2 separate regions of the Bos taurus genome follow, and region 2 is linked to region 1. Evidence: chromatin contacts called from public Hi-C data. All regions are on one chromosome and are shown on one strand. The core of a region is the stretch at or near the end of the contact, and the rest is flanking DNA. Distances in the headings are between cores, read along the strand shown.

Region 1 (5,816 bases), core at 939-3,438:
AACTGTATCCAAGGATAAAACAACAAACATTGAGCAGTTTAACTGTTAGCTGTTATCTCTCATCTGGAATTGGCACCAGGAAGTTGCAGTTCTAGGCATCCCAGGCAAAATGTGTGTGTGTGGTGGAACAGAACAGAACCAATTCAGCCCCCAGACTTTCTAGAAACTTCACCACCAGAGACCCAGGCCAGGGATACGGAGGAACCACAGAGAAGCTTCCAGGGGCCTGGCTAGAGGATGCTCTCTCCCCAGAGCTCCTTCTCAAGCTCCCTCCAAGAAAGAGTTCGACCCAGTGCCTTCCTCTCCTTTGGGCTTTTTGAGGACATTTCAGCTTGGATGGCCATTTCCTGTTGCTGACTTTCATTAGGGCTGGCTTGGGCACATGGGAGCTGTTCCGCGAGTGGACACGGGACTTCTGAAGCCCCAAGGAACTCAGAAACGGAGGAAGCTTGCAGGGCCACAGGGCTGCGGGGCTCCACCTTCTACCCAGAGGCCATGGCCCCAGCAGCTTTGGGGGGAAAGCCCGCACAGGCCAGGCGATCACCTGACCAGGACTGGCATCAGAAACCAATGAGTCAAGGACTACTCCCTTTGGGGTGGGGTGTGTCTGCGCCTCTGAGGAAGAACTTCCAGCCAGAAGCCTAATCACAACTCTCAGGTCGGGTACTCTGTCGCCAGGAGTGGCAGAGGACAAGGCACTTTCTAGGACGAAAAACTGGAAACAGCCCCTTGGTGCCTGCACACTTTACTGAAGGCTGCAAGTCAGCACTCTCTGATTGCAGTGCCTGCGGAAAGAAGCTAGGTGGGGACAGTGGGGGAGTCTGTAGGAAACCAGGGAGCAGGCCTCTCAAAAACATTCCCTCACCCGTCTTGGGGAGAATTCCCCAAGTTTTTGAGTGAGGGGGCGCTTAGGGAACTTTCTCTGTTAGGGATGACCACTTGTGTTCTCTTGACCCAAGGAGAAGGGGCCACTTCAAAGAAGGAAAGGGAAATGGGACAAGAAGGAAAAGGCTTGGCTAAAGGTCAGCTGGACTGGCTGCTAAACAAACGCTTTCAGGCTAAGCATGGCTTGTTGGGCCTAATCAGCGCTGGCCTGCCAAAGCGAGAGGTTCCTTGAGGCAAGGCCTTCTTCAGTGGCTCAGATCTTGCAGCTTGGAGCCAACCTTTCTGCAGTCTGCCGACCCCAGAGAAAACTCTGGGAAACTCAAGTTTCTTACCCTTTAAGAAATACTCTACAGGTGGAGGAAAACCAATGCACAAGCAACCGCAGAACTTGAGGAGAAGGGTTTAACAACACAGCACCAACCAGACGCCCAACGGCCTTTGGGGTGGTCAGGTGGCACCGCAGCCCTCCGCACTGTCTTCCACTCGGCATCAGGCCGAGACCAGCGTCCGCCCTGACCGAAGGCCACAAGACCACCGACAGAATGAGGAGAAAACCAGGTGTCTTACCGCAATGAGGGCCGAGTTCCTCTGGTCCCCTGGGGTGGAAGCCGGTGGCTGTTGCTGCTGCTCGCCATCGATCCCACCACTGCCACCACTGCTGCTACTGCTCCGCAGGTGCTGCTGGTGGTGATGATGATAGTCCGGCGGGGGCGCTGGGGCCGCGGGCGCTGCCGTCTGGGAAGCCGTCGGAGGGGCGGCGGGCGCCGGCGGAGGGGCTGTCGCGGTGGCAGTGGAGGCAGTGGCCTTGGTGTGCTTGCCGGCCTTCCTGGCCCCCTGGCCGTGCTGGACGAGGCTCAGGAGCTGCAAGGTACTCTCTCTTTCCCGGTCCGAGCTCTCGGCCCTACCCCGTTCGTAGCGTCCTTCACAGCTCAGGTGGTGCTGGCGGCAGACGGCGATGCGAGCTCGAAGGCGCTCCACGATGGCACTGTGCACTCTCGGGGTGACCGAGCCCCCTCCAAGGAGCCCCGCCCCGGGGGCCCCCCCTAGCCCTCCCGTGGGGGCCTGCGGGGGCGCTGTGTCCCCCATCTTACTGGACACAATGATTGCTGCCCGTGGGATGGTGAGGTGGTGGGAGGCTATAGCCGGTTAGCACAGGCAAATCTGCTTTTGACAATGTGCGCTCAGAGCTCAGGACCACATGAATAGAGGTCTTCAGAGGCTGGGGGCGGTGTGGGGGGGTGCGTAGTGGAGAAGGTATGGGGGAGGGGAGTGAGTAAAAAGAGGGTGAGGAGGAAGAACAGAAACCAATGGCAGAGGATAAGTTGGAAACAAACCCTGATCAACTTGCTCTAATTGTATTTGACAGCTCTGGAGAAGTTGGAGAGAGTTAGTGGGGATTCCCCCGCCCCCCCCACCCACCAAGCTGACAAGAGCCACTAGGTACTTTGTAAACACACGATCTGGGGGTTAGAGCAAGAATTCAGGGATTGTCAAGCAAGAGACAGGAACAGACAGCAAAGGGAATTGTGAGAGGTATTAATAGAGAGCTGGACTCCCCCCCTCACCTAGTTGTTTCCGAAGATTCTTTTATGGGGATGTTTCTGCAGAGGAACCCATATCTACCATGCTCTCTGTAACCCACGGCCTTTACTTTTCCTCAATTTTTTTTTTTTTAAAGTGCTGTTTCAGAAGCTTTTTGAAGTCAATGTTCAAAACGTACAAAAATCAAACAGAGACTGTCTTTTGGCTTTTAATTTTTCCTCCCTTTCCCTTTGCTCCGGTGTTTTCTCCTCTTTGGGGGTGCTGTAGGATGTGGTCTTCTCCCCAAAGAGGGAGACAGCTTTTCAATTGTTAATGTCAGTAATTGGACTTCTGGACCATGCTTTTTTCTTCAGCTAATCCAATCACCGGTAAAATCCTCATTCCCTCTAAGGTTTCCCAGCCTTAAATGAAAGCAGTCTGAAGTCACTAGCCACTGAGAGAGAGATCCTTCAACATATTTTTTTTTCCTTCTTCTTTCCCGCTTACGTTTCTAGTCCTCACCCCCGGCTCGATTCTAATACAGTATCAAGAGAGACAAACTCTTCCGAGAGTAATTTACAAACGATGGTCAAACTTACAAACTTCCAGCAAATTGCACCGAGTCATGTCCAGCCACTTTTCTGTCCACTTTTGTACATTCCATCCCCGGCCAGTGGATCTGAGGGTCTGGACTCGCAATAAGCAATGTGGTTCTATCTCTTGGATTGCTCCGCTTTGAGAGATGGAAAAGAAAGTAGCCGGTCTTTTCCTTTCTCTTTTTCCCGTCTGTTGTTCGCCGCTGGGCTGACACTGGCTCCGCCGCCCGGAGTCACGGCGATACACAGGCTTTCATTGTGCTCCGATAGGAGAGGGAGAGAAAGAGAGAGAGTGAGACAGAGGGAGAAAGAGAGAGCCAGCGAGCTGCAGGGGGGTGGGGGGCGGAGGGCGGGGGAGCGCTCGCCCGAGGCTCCCTGGTGGAAGGCGGGTGCCACTGCACGGGCGAGCAAGGCGGCCGGCGCGGGGAAAGGGGAACGCAGAGGGCCTCCCAGCGGCAAGAAGTGGAGGATCCCGAAGCCTGTGCATCTCGGCGTCGGCGCGCGCAGCTCGCACTCCGGCTCGGCTCGGGCAGGAGGGCGGGACGTTGGGGAAATTCCCCAACCTCTACCCGACTACTTCACCAGCCCGAAATGGTGCAGAAATTCCCGGCCAGGGGATGTATTTTCCCTGCCAGATCTCCGTTACGCTTTCCCCTCTCCACCCCCCGAGGATATCACTTTCATTTTTCAGTATGTTGTCAATGACACCCCTGAGCACTCTAGCGAGAGTTAGGTGAACACGGAGGAAATGTTCCTGGGTGTCAGAAAGGGAGGCGTAGGGTGTGTGCGTATTGGGAGAAACGGAGGAGTGGGTGCAGAGAAGAAATTAACATCGTTAGCTCCTAAAGGGCAGGCGAGTCTGTCTACCTGCTAGCCTGTTTTGTCTGTCTCTGGTTAAGTCAATCTGGGATCACAAGCATATCAGTAAAAATAACTAAAATATTCTACCACGATGAAATTACAAATACCAGTTCTCAGAAAGAAAAAAAACACAACAGATTTTTCTGAAAATACAAGATTCCCTATGACAAACCTAATGCAAGATCTGGGGCCTTCTCGGTAGTCTGTTTACATATACAACGAGGAAAATCATTATACAGAAGTCCAGTTTCAAGTTCACTAACACAAAACAAATAGATCTCTGACACACATTGTTGTCTCCTCATCTTCAGATAATCCTACCTTTAAGCTCTCAAAATGCATGTTGGATTCTGCCGATTACCAATTATGGAGGATAAACTAAAGTGAGCACAATATTGTTCTAGTCAGGACCATATAGTCTGTTATGCTCATGTGGAAGTCATTTGGATTTGAGGTGTCAAGCAATGGGGCTTTGTTAATTTAAACCACCTCTGGCATCTCAGTGACAAGGTCCTGCTTCAAACTGAGCTGTGGACAGAAATGAGTAAGATCAGTGCAAACACTTTAAGACTGGATTTATCTACAGTTTAGTTCTCGATAGGCTGGCCTACATTAGTTCATTTTATTTTCACGAATTCTAGAATGTTATTTTGGAATTTGGGACAAGTGCATTCTGATGGAATGTAACTTTTAACTTTTCATTGGAACATACTGCTGTCTGTCCCTTCCAAGGCTAAGTTCGTCATCACTCATGGAGAAAGGCAGAAATATCTTTTTTAGGTATGCAAATCTGAAAGGAGAACTCTCTCATGAAGTGTCATTAAAAAGTGAAGGAGTTCTGATCATTTCAGACTTGGTTTTTAAAAGGTGTATTCATTATACATTATCTTCTGTTACTATCAGCACTTTATATTCAGCAATCATACTTGATAAAAGAGAAAAACTTTAATAAATGTAAACACTGTTCACGCTACACTTCTGCAGTAGCATGGATTTTGACAAGTAACACAGTTTTTGGTCAAAGCTGCTATTTCTAAATGATATAAACTTTTATTTCTAAGCTAGACAAGAACACACCTTAAAAACTTGTCCAGCAACAATTTTATGAATTTTCCTACTATATTCTAGTGATGTAGGACACTCCTTTACAGTCTTTTGTACACATTTGCCCTTTACAGCCATTTAAATTCAAGCCGACATCATTATCATCCACCACCTCATTTCCATTCACATCATTACTACTTATTTAGTCACTGTTTCAGGCACAGTACTTTGCATATCTCCCTCCAATCCACCAACAATCCTGAGGGACAGGAATTATTAACCCTTTATAAATGAGGAAACTGAGGCTTATTGAAAATAAACTATTTAAACTAACTAGGAAGTAACAGATCAGGACTTGAACTCAAGCCTGATTTCAAACCTAACCTTTCTTAACCACTGGACTTGCTGCTTCAGTATCAAGGGTGCAAAGAGTTACAGGGAAACCAGACTATACCCAGAATAGCTCCAGGGCTGCAATTACACCTCAATCAACATGCTGGAGTCTAAGCAAGTCCTATAATACCTCCAAGAAATGAGTAGTGAATAGAACTACTCATTTGAGTATGAGAGCAGACAAGTGAGAAAATATGCTCAATTATATCCAGCTGCCAATAAAATAAACATTTCTTTTTTCCTTGTCTTCCCCTTTTATGGAACTGTTCCCTGTTATATCTCTAAAGCTTCTGTAAGGGCCCTATGAGTTTTTTTTAAAGCATTAGTTCCTTTTTATTTGTCCATCTGTCTTCCTCATCATCTTTACTGTTCATAGCTACCTAACATAAAGCATTTAATGCTATAGTGATAAATGTCAAGATCTCAAAACTTCATAGGTATGTGAGACTTGTAAGCTTACAAACTATTTTTTGTTATATAGAATCAGTGATATTATCAATGATGATAATAAAATTA
Region 2 (5,816 bases), core at 1,033-3,532, 110 kb before region 1:
TGGGCAGATAAATATGTACACCTTTTCTTTCCAATATCTCCTGGATATTAATACAGTCAATACAACTGATACAACAGCATTTTGGAAACAACGTTGATGACTACTGCAGTGGTTCCCAGCAGGTGGCAATTCACTGCCCACCCCAGATATTTGACAATGCCAAACTCGAATCTAGTCCATCTAGTTGGTAGAGTTCAGAGATGGTGCTAAACATCTTACAATGCACAGGACAGCCCTCCCTGCCGCCCCTCCCGCCTCCAAACCAAAGGAAATTATCCAGTCCAAACTCTCAGTTGCACCAAGGGTGAGAAACATTGTCCTTTGGGGTTTGTATCTCAGGGCCTCCCTTGTGGCTCAGCTGGTAAAGAATCTGCCTGCAATGTGGGAGACCTGGGTTTGATCCCTGGGTTGGGAAAGATCCCCTGGAGAAGGGAAAGGCTACCCATTCCAGTATTCTAGCCTGGAGAATTCCATGGACTGTGTAGTCCATGGGGTCGCAGAGTCAGACACAACTGAGTGATTTTTCTGTTTCACTGACAACATACCAGGTATTGCCCCTTAACACTTCTTTCCTGAGTTGGTAGCCTCGGATCAGTCATTATCCTGAGGGTCGATATCAGAGCAGGATCCAAACCCTTCATTTCTAGCTGGGATCCCGTAAACAACACAGGAACACAGATCCAGACCAATGAGCTCTTGGTTTGTTTCAAGCTAAGTCTGTGGAATTTTTTTGAAGTTCTAGTTTGGCTTTGTTCAGTCATGTTAGAAAGTACGTAAGTATCATGCTGGTTTAAACTAGTTCATCAGGCCTTCTTATGGACATGTTTTGGTTCAGTTACAGTTTGACATTTGGGTCTGTTCAGTTCAAGGTGCAGCCCATTCTGTGCTTCTGGATTTTGGCTATGGCCATTTGGTTTATGGCCTGCCCATATGAGTGTGCCTGAGTACAGAGCTGTGGCTTATCACCAGTGAGGGCCACAGAACCTTCTGTATTCCAGAGGAGTTAATTTGCTCTTGACTTTGTTTTGTGGGAGGACTCATTACTGCAAGCACCAAACCTAGAGTTTTTAGGATGCATGGACTCCCTACTTTCTGCACTTGGTATAAGACTCTAAGACTTCACTAAGAAAACTGGCTTATTTAATATTATATTTACGAAAAGGTACAGAAGTCTCAAATGTTTCCAAGTTTTCCTGAAACTGTTTACTGTGAAGAAAAAAGAAAGGAAAAAAAAGTTCTTAAAAATCTCCAGGGATTAAAAAAAAAAAAAAAACCCATTTACTCTTATTTTGCAATGGCCCTGGTTGTGAAATCATCAGACCGAAAAATACTGCAGGCATGTTGAGGGTGGCTTTTAGTGACAAGATTTCCTTAAGGCTGTAAACAAACCAAATTCATTAAGAGAAGAAACAGAAGTGGCAGATTTCATCATAAAATGGAGAACACATTTTCCAGCTGAATTATAGATACAGCACAAAACGCGGTTGTTTCATTTTTTTAAAACCTCAGTTTCTGCAGGCTGAAACAGAACATTTCAATTGGCTCAGATCATGAAAGCCATCTGCACCTGCTCACAAAACAGCTTAAAGAAAAAAAAAAAAGTCTGCACAAAGGATTTTAACTTACACAGACTGTAAGGATAGCCTCTGGTCCACAGGCACCCATAAAAGGAGGAGCAGTATGAAGCAAAGGAGATCATAATTTTTTAAAAACTGCCAATAAATAATCATCTACGATCAGTTTACAGCGTTATTTCTGTTTTACCTGTGGCAGCTCTACTTGACTGTTCTGGTTGTATGTTAAAAAGTTGGGCGATTAAAATTCAATTATGAGGGTTTTTCTTTTATGTAGCCTAGGGTTGAATGAATTACTGGCAGGAAACTTTAGCTCATGAACTCAATCAAAAATCCTTTAATTTGTCAGAGCTGCTTCCTGCCCCTCTCCTTTAAACATCTGCTTCTCCAGTTCAGGGACAAAACCAACTCTCTCTGTCCCTCCTTCCCTCCCTCTTTGTTAAAATAATAAGCAATCACCAAAAGTTCCCTTGCAAAAGTTACAGATTTTCTCTTAAACACACGCTTGCTCCCAGTAGAGTTTATTTAATATATCTTTAATAGCTTCCTTGTATTCCTCGCTTCCTTTCCGCTTTTAAATGCTGGAAAATCTCAAGCTGACAAAAGAAGACATTTTTAAAATGCGAACCTTCGCAGGGCTAAGCCCGGTCGGTCTCCAGGCCAATTAGCTGGGAGCAAGGCGGCCCGGCGGGGGAGGGGGCCGGCTGTCGGGAATCGCCTGCACTCCTTAAATGGCTGGCACTTCCTGCCAGAAAAGGCCAGCTCTGCACAAACAGAAATAGGGTGGAAAGAAAACAGGAGGCGTTGCTCAAGTTCCAAACAAGCTGCGCGTGTGTACGCGCGCGCCGGGAGGCAGCCCAGCCGCGGCGCGCGGGCCTAGCAGAGCTTCGGCCGAGGAGCCTACCGCCCGTTGGCATCAGCCTGGGGCTGGGGGGCCCCCAGGCCGCCGAGAAGAGGTGCCCGGCCGTGCAAGTCAGGGGGAAAGCGGACAGTGCCCTTGGAACAGCCAGCCTGCGCTGAGCGCGACCTAACCCCTCCGGTTGCCTGCGCGCCCTCCTTCTGCGCAGGCTTCTCTTTGGGAAAACGGAATTAGAGCAGACCTCAGTGACTAACTCTTTTGCCTAAAAAAATCAGGCTGGTTCTTCCTCTAGAGAAGGCTAGGTGAAAGTTTGTACAATCTGAGGGCAATGCTGCCTAATGATCGCAACCCCATTAAAGATCTTTTATTAATAAAATATTATCACCCTTTTTGGGAATCTCGGTGTCACCCTAGAGGGAAAGACCTATTTTAAGAATGCTTACCTAGAATTTATAAACATTTTAAACTGCACGAAATGATGCTGCTTTAATAAGGCATGGTACATAATACAACCAGCTGTTGTATCATAGTAAAGCTTTTGAATGTTTTCATATCTAAGCTATGCTTGTAATTCTAAAATTAGATAAAGAAGCTTCCGGTTCTTTTACCCTTCCCTGTTCCTATGGATGGAAGAATTTGAGCAATAGTGATTAGAAAATTACTGGTATCAAATCTGCTACAGTCAATACATTCATAATTCTTACATGTTGTAACAATTTACTCTTAAAAAAAAATGGGTTATGTGGTTAAAGCCATGTATTCTTATGTTAATATGAGTAATAACAACAGCTAATATTTCTGAGCCCTCACCATGTGCCAACTGTGATACAAAGTTCTTTACATGCATAATTTATTTTAATCTCCACAACCCCGTCTAGAACTATGATTATGCACATTTGAAGAAACAGAGGTTTATATCTTTAATTTGCTGTAGTCCACAGAGTTAGTATGTAGCAAAGCTGTGACTTGTACCTATCCACCTGCACTCAAAGCAACCACCCATCCATCCATCCAATATGAAATGTCTATTATCTGGAAGACGCATTCAATCAAATAGATAAGACATACACAAAACATTTTTTTAAACTTATACATCTATTTTATCAAATTGAAACATAGGAAACACAGTATATTTTAAAAGTTCAGACATCAGAATAAAATACATACCTACTAAATAGTAGAAACAATAAATAGTACAAGAAAAAAAAAGCAAAAGGTCAAAAAAAAAAACAAAAAAACAAAAACCTGCTAACAAGAAATCCAATACTCCTTTGACATACAAAATCTAACATTCAAGGTATTTCTCAAAAGACCAATTTTTTCCCTTGAATTTCCCAAAGAATTTTCAAAAATAAATTCAGGGAACATTTGGGAATAGCAAGTTTCCAAAACAAAACGTGCATAGCTAGATTAGTTTGTCAGTTTTGCCATTTTCTTTTTCAGTGGAAAGTTCATCGGACAAATTACAATCTCACCCCAGACAGGATGTGAGAATGTTTTTGTAAATCACAATTTACGGCATATTAATGTCATGTGAAAGTTTTCCCAAACAAGAACCCACATGAAATTTGGTTATTAAACTTTAAATAAATCTGTTTTCATACCTATAAGCTTCAAGTAGAAATTACCTATAAATGGATTTTTAGATTTCTTTTTAGTTTAATTCCTGGGTGTGGTGGGCAAAAGGTTACATCCTTTATATAAACTTCTGCTTTGGGCTAAAGCCAATACATCTTTGTTTTGATATTTCATCTGAAATGCATCAAGTTGGTTGATTTACTTTCAATACGACCTTGCATGGGCTATAAAAGTGTGGTCCAATTCAACTATTTCTATATGCACGTCAATCACACTATCATGCTTAATTCTTTGCATGTCACATTCAACAAAAATGTGAGGGCTCATCACATCACCATGTACTAACTATGCTAAGCACTAAAAACACAAAAGTACATAAAACAGCCCTATACTGGAGAGAGTTCCTGAGAGACCCAGAAGTAAATTCATCTTAAGAACCGGATAAGTGCCCCAAATGAAGCATAACCCAAGTGTGTGGGACTCATAAGAAAAAGTGACTAATTCAGGGATGGCCTTCTCCTCTACAAAGCATCTCATTTATCCATTCCGCAAATATTTATTGGATTTTGAGGGATAAGCAGATATTTACAGGTGGGGAAGGTCAAAGAAGCATCAGATGCAAAATCGTGAAGTTCCGAAAGGGACTTCGAGTTCAGGGACGCGGGGGAAATACGTGCAAAATACAACGAGAGCACCAGGGCTCAAGCGATCCATCCTGTCCGGGTGTCAAGGAAGGCATCAAGACAGCAGAGGACTTGTGAACTCCACTCCTGTTGTCCACAAACTCCCCTTGTAAACCACTAATTCCAAAAGCAGTCGAAGGCACAGTACAGATTAAGCACTCAATCCCTTTAATATCAAACCAGTGAGAAAATTCCTGAGACATTTCATTAAGAGTCCGAATGCAGTCCAGTGGCCCTAACTTATTTGCTGAGGAACAAGGAAGCACTCCCACATGCACAGTAGAGAAAGTTCGGACTATACTCCCTTCAGCATCACACCCAGGAATGGAGCTACGCAAGATGGCTGAGAGAGGGGGGTTCAAGGGGGTAAGTCTGCTCTGAGGACACCGTGCAGGAAGGACATGCACCCAGTTTGTCGATTAAGAACGGAGAACCACCTCCTCAGACCAGCAATTCTCAGACTCTTCACCCTGTCTCAGTTCTGAATTCCAAGTAAAACAAGGACATGATTCATACCCCCAGTTGCTTTTCTTTTCATGTGTAGCATGATCAAAAGAATAATTATACAGAAAGAAATTCTGCAAAGACAAAAATTGCGTGTGATTTGCCTTACATAAGGACCTCAATGTGCTGCTGGAAACCTCTGATTTGTTCTGTTGACTGGCAGCTTCAGGTTACAAGCAGAGAACAGAGAGCCCTCATTAACATCTTCCTGGGCTCCAACAAACACAGAGTCAGCTCAACACACCACTGTGTCCTGACAAGTATATATCAGATTCAGACCGTGCAAAAAGAATAAACCTCAGTAAACAGTCTGATGACTTCTAAGTAAAGAGAGAGATGGGTCACCCACAGCTCAGTGAAGCAACCCTGGAGAAAGAACTTGGAGAGCTTGCTAAGAATTCTAAGATAGGAGTTCAGTGGCCGAAAAGAAAAATGTCACTATGCTTTTAAACCCTCCCACATGCTCTTGCCTAATGTCTCATCCTCCTCCTCACCCGCCAACCCACACATAGAAAGCCTAGATCAGACAAAATAAAGGGCAGATTTCCTATGGGCAAAGTTTAGCATTTTCTACTGGATGGACTGCCTGGCATCTGCTTTCCAGTTCATTTCAACCCG

Evidence for each region. A called contact is a pair of places that touch in the nucleus more often than the background predicts.
Region 2: a contact with region 1 is called in a Hi-C map of blood, with 2.4 times the contacts expected there. The contact joins the enhancer-like site here to the promoter of MAML2 in region 1. A contact is called at or near these places in 2 of 11 Hi-C or Micro-C datasets (blood and skin fibroblasts).

What each region holds. Positions count from the first base shown.
Region 1 is chr15:13,884,409-13,890,224 of ARS-UCD2.0, reverse strand. MAML2 (mastermind like transcriptional coactivator 2) reads right to left here and starts at 2,188. Exons shown (of 5, transcript NM_001098050.1): 1 at 1,453-2,188. The coding sequence starts at 1,971. It overlaps MIR1260B (microRNA mir-1260b), which reads left to right and starts at 1,503; the gene lies at 1,503-1,602.
Region 2 is chr15:13,992,242-13,998,057 of ARS-UCD2.0, reverse strand. The region is part of intron 1 of MAML2 (mastermind like transcriptional coactivator 2); the gene reads right to left. Among named protein-coding and RNA genes, the nearest start is that of MIR1260B, 110 kb to the right of the region's middle. Within about 2 kb of position 2,282, at least 95 of the 102 cell types and tissues checked have an H3K27ac peak or open chromatin away from gene starts, as enhancers often do. A contact at or near this core is called in blood and skin fibroblasts, where this site is marked.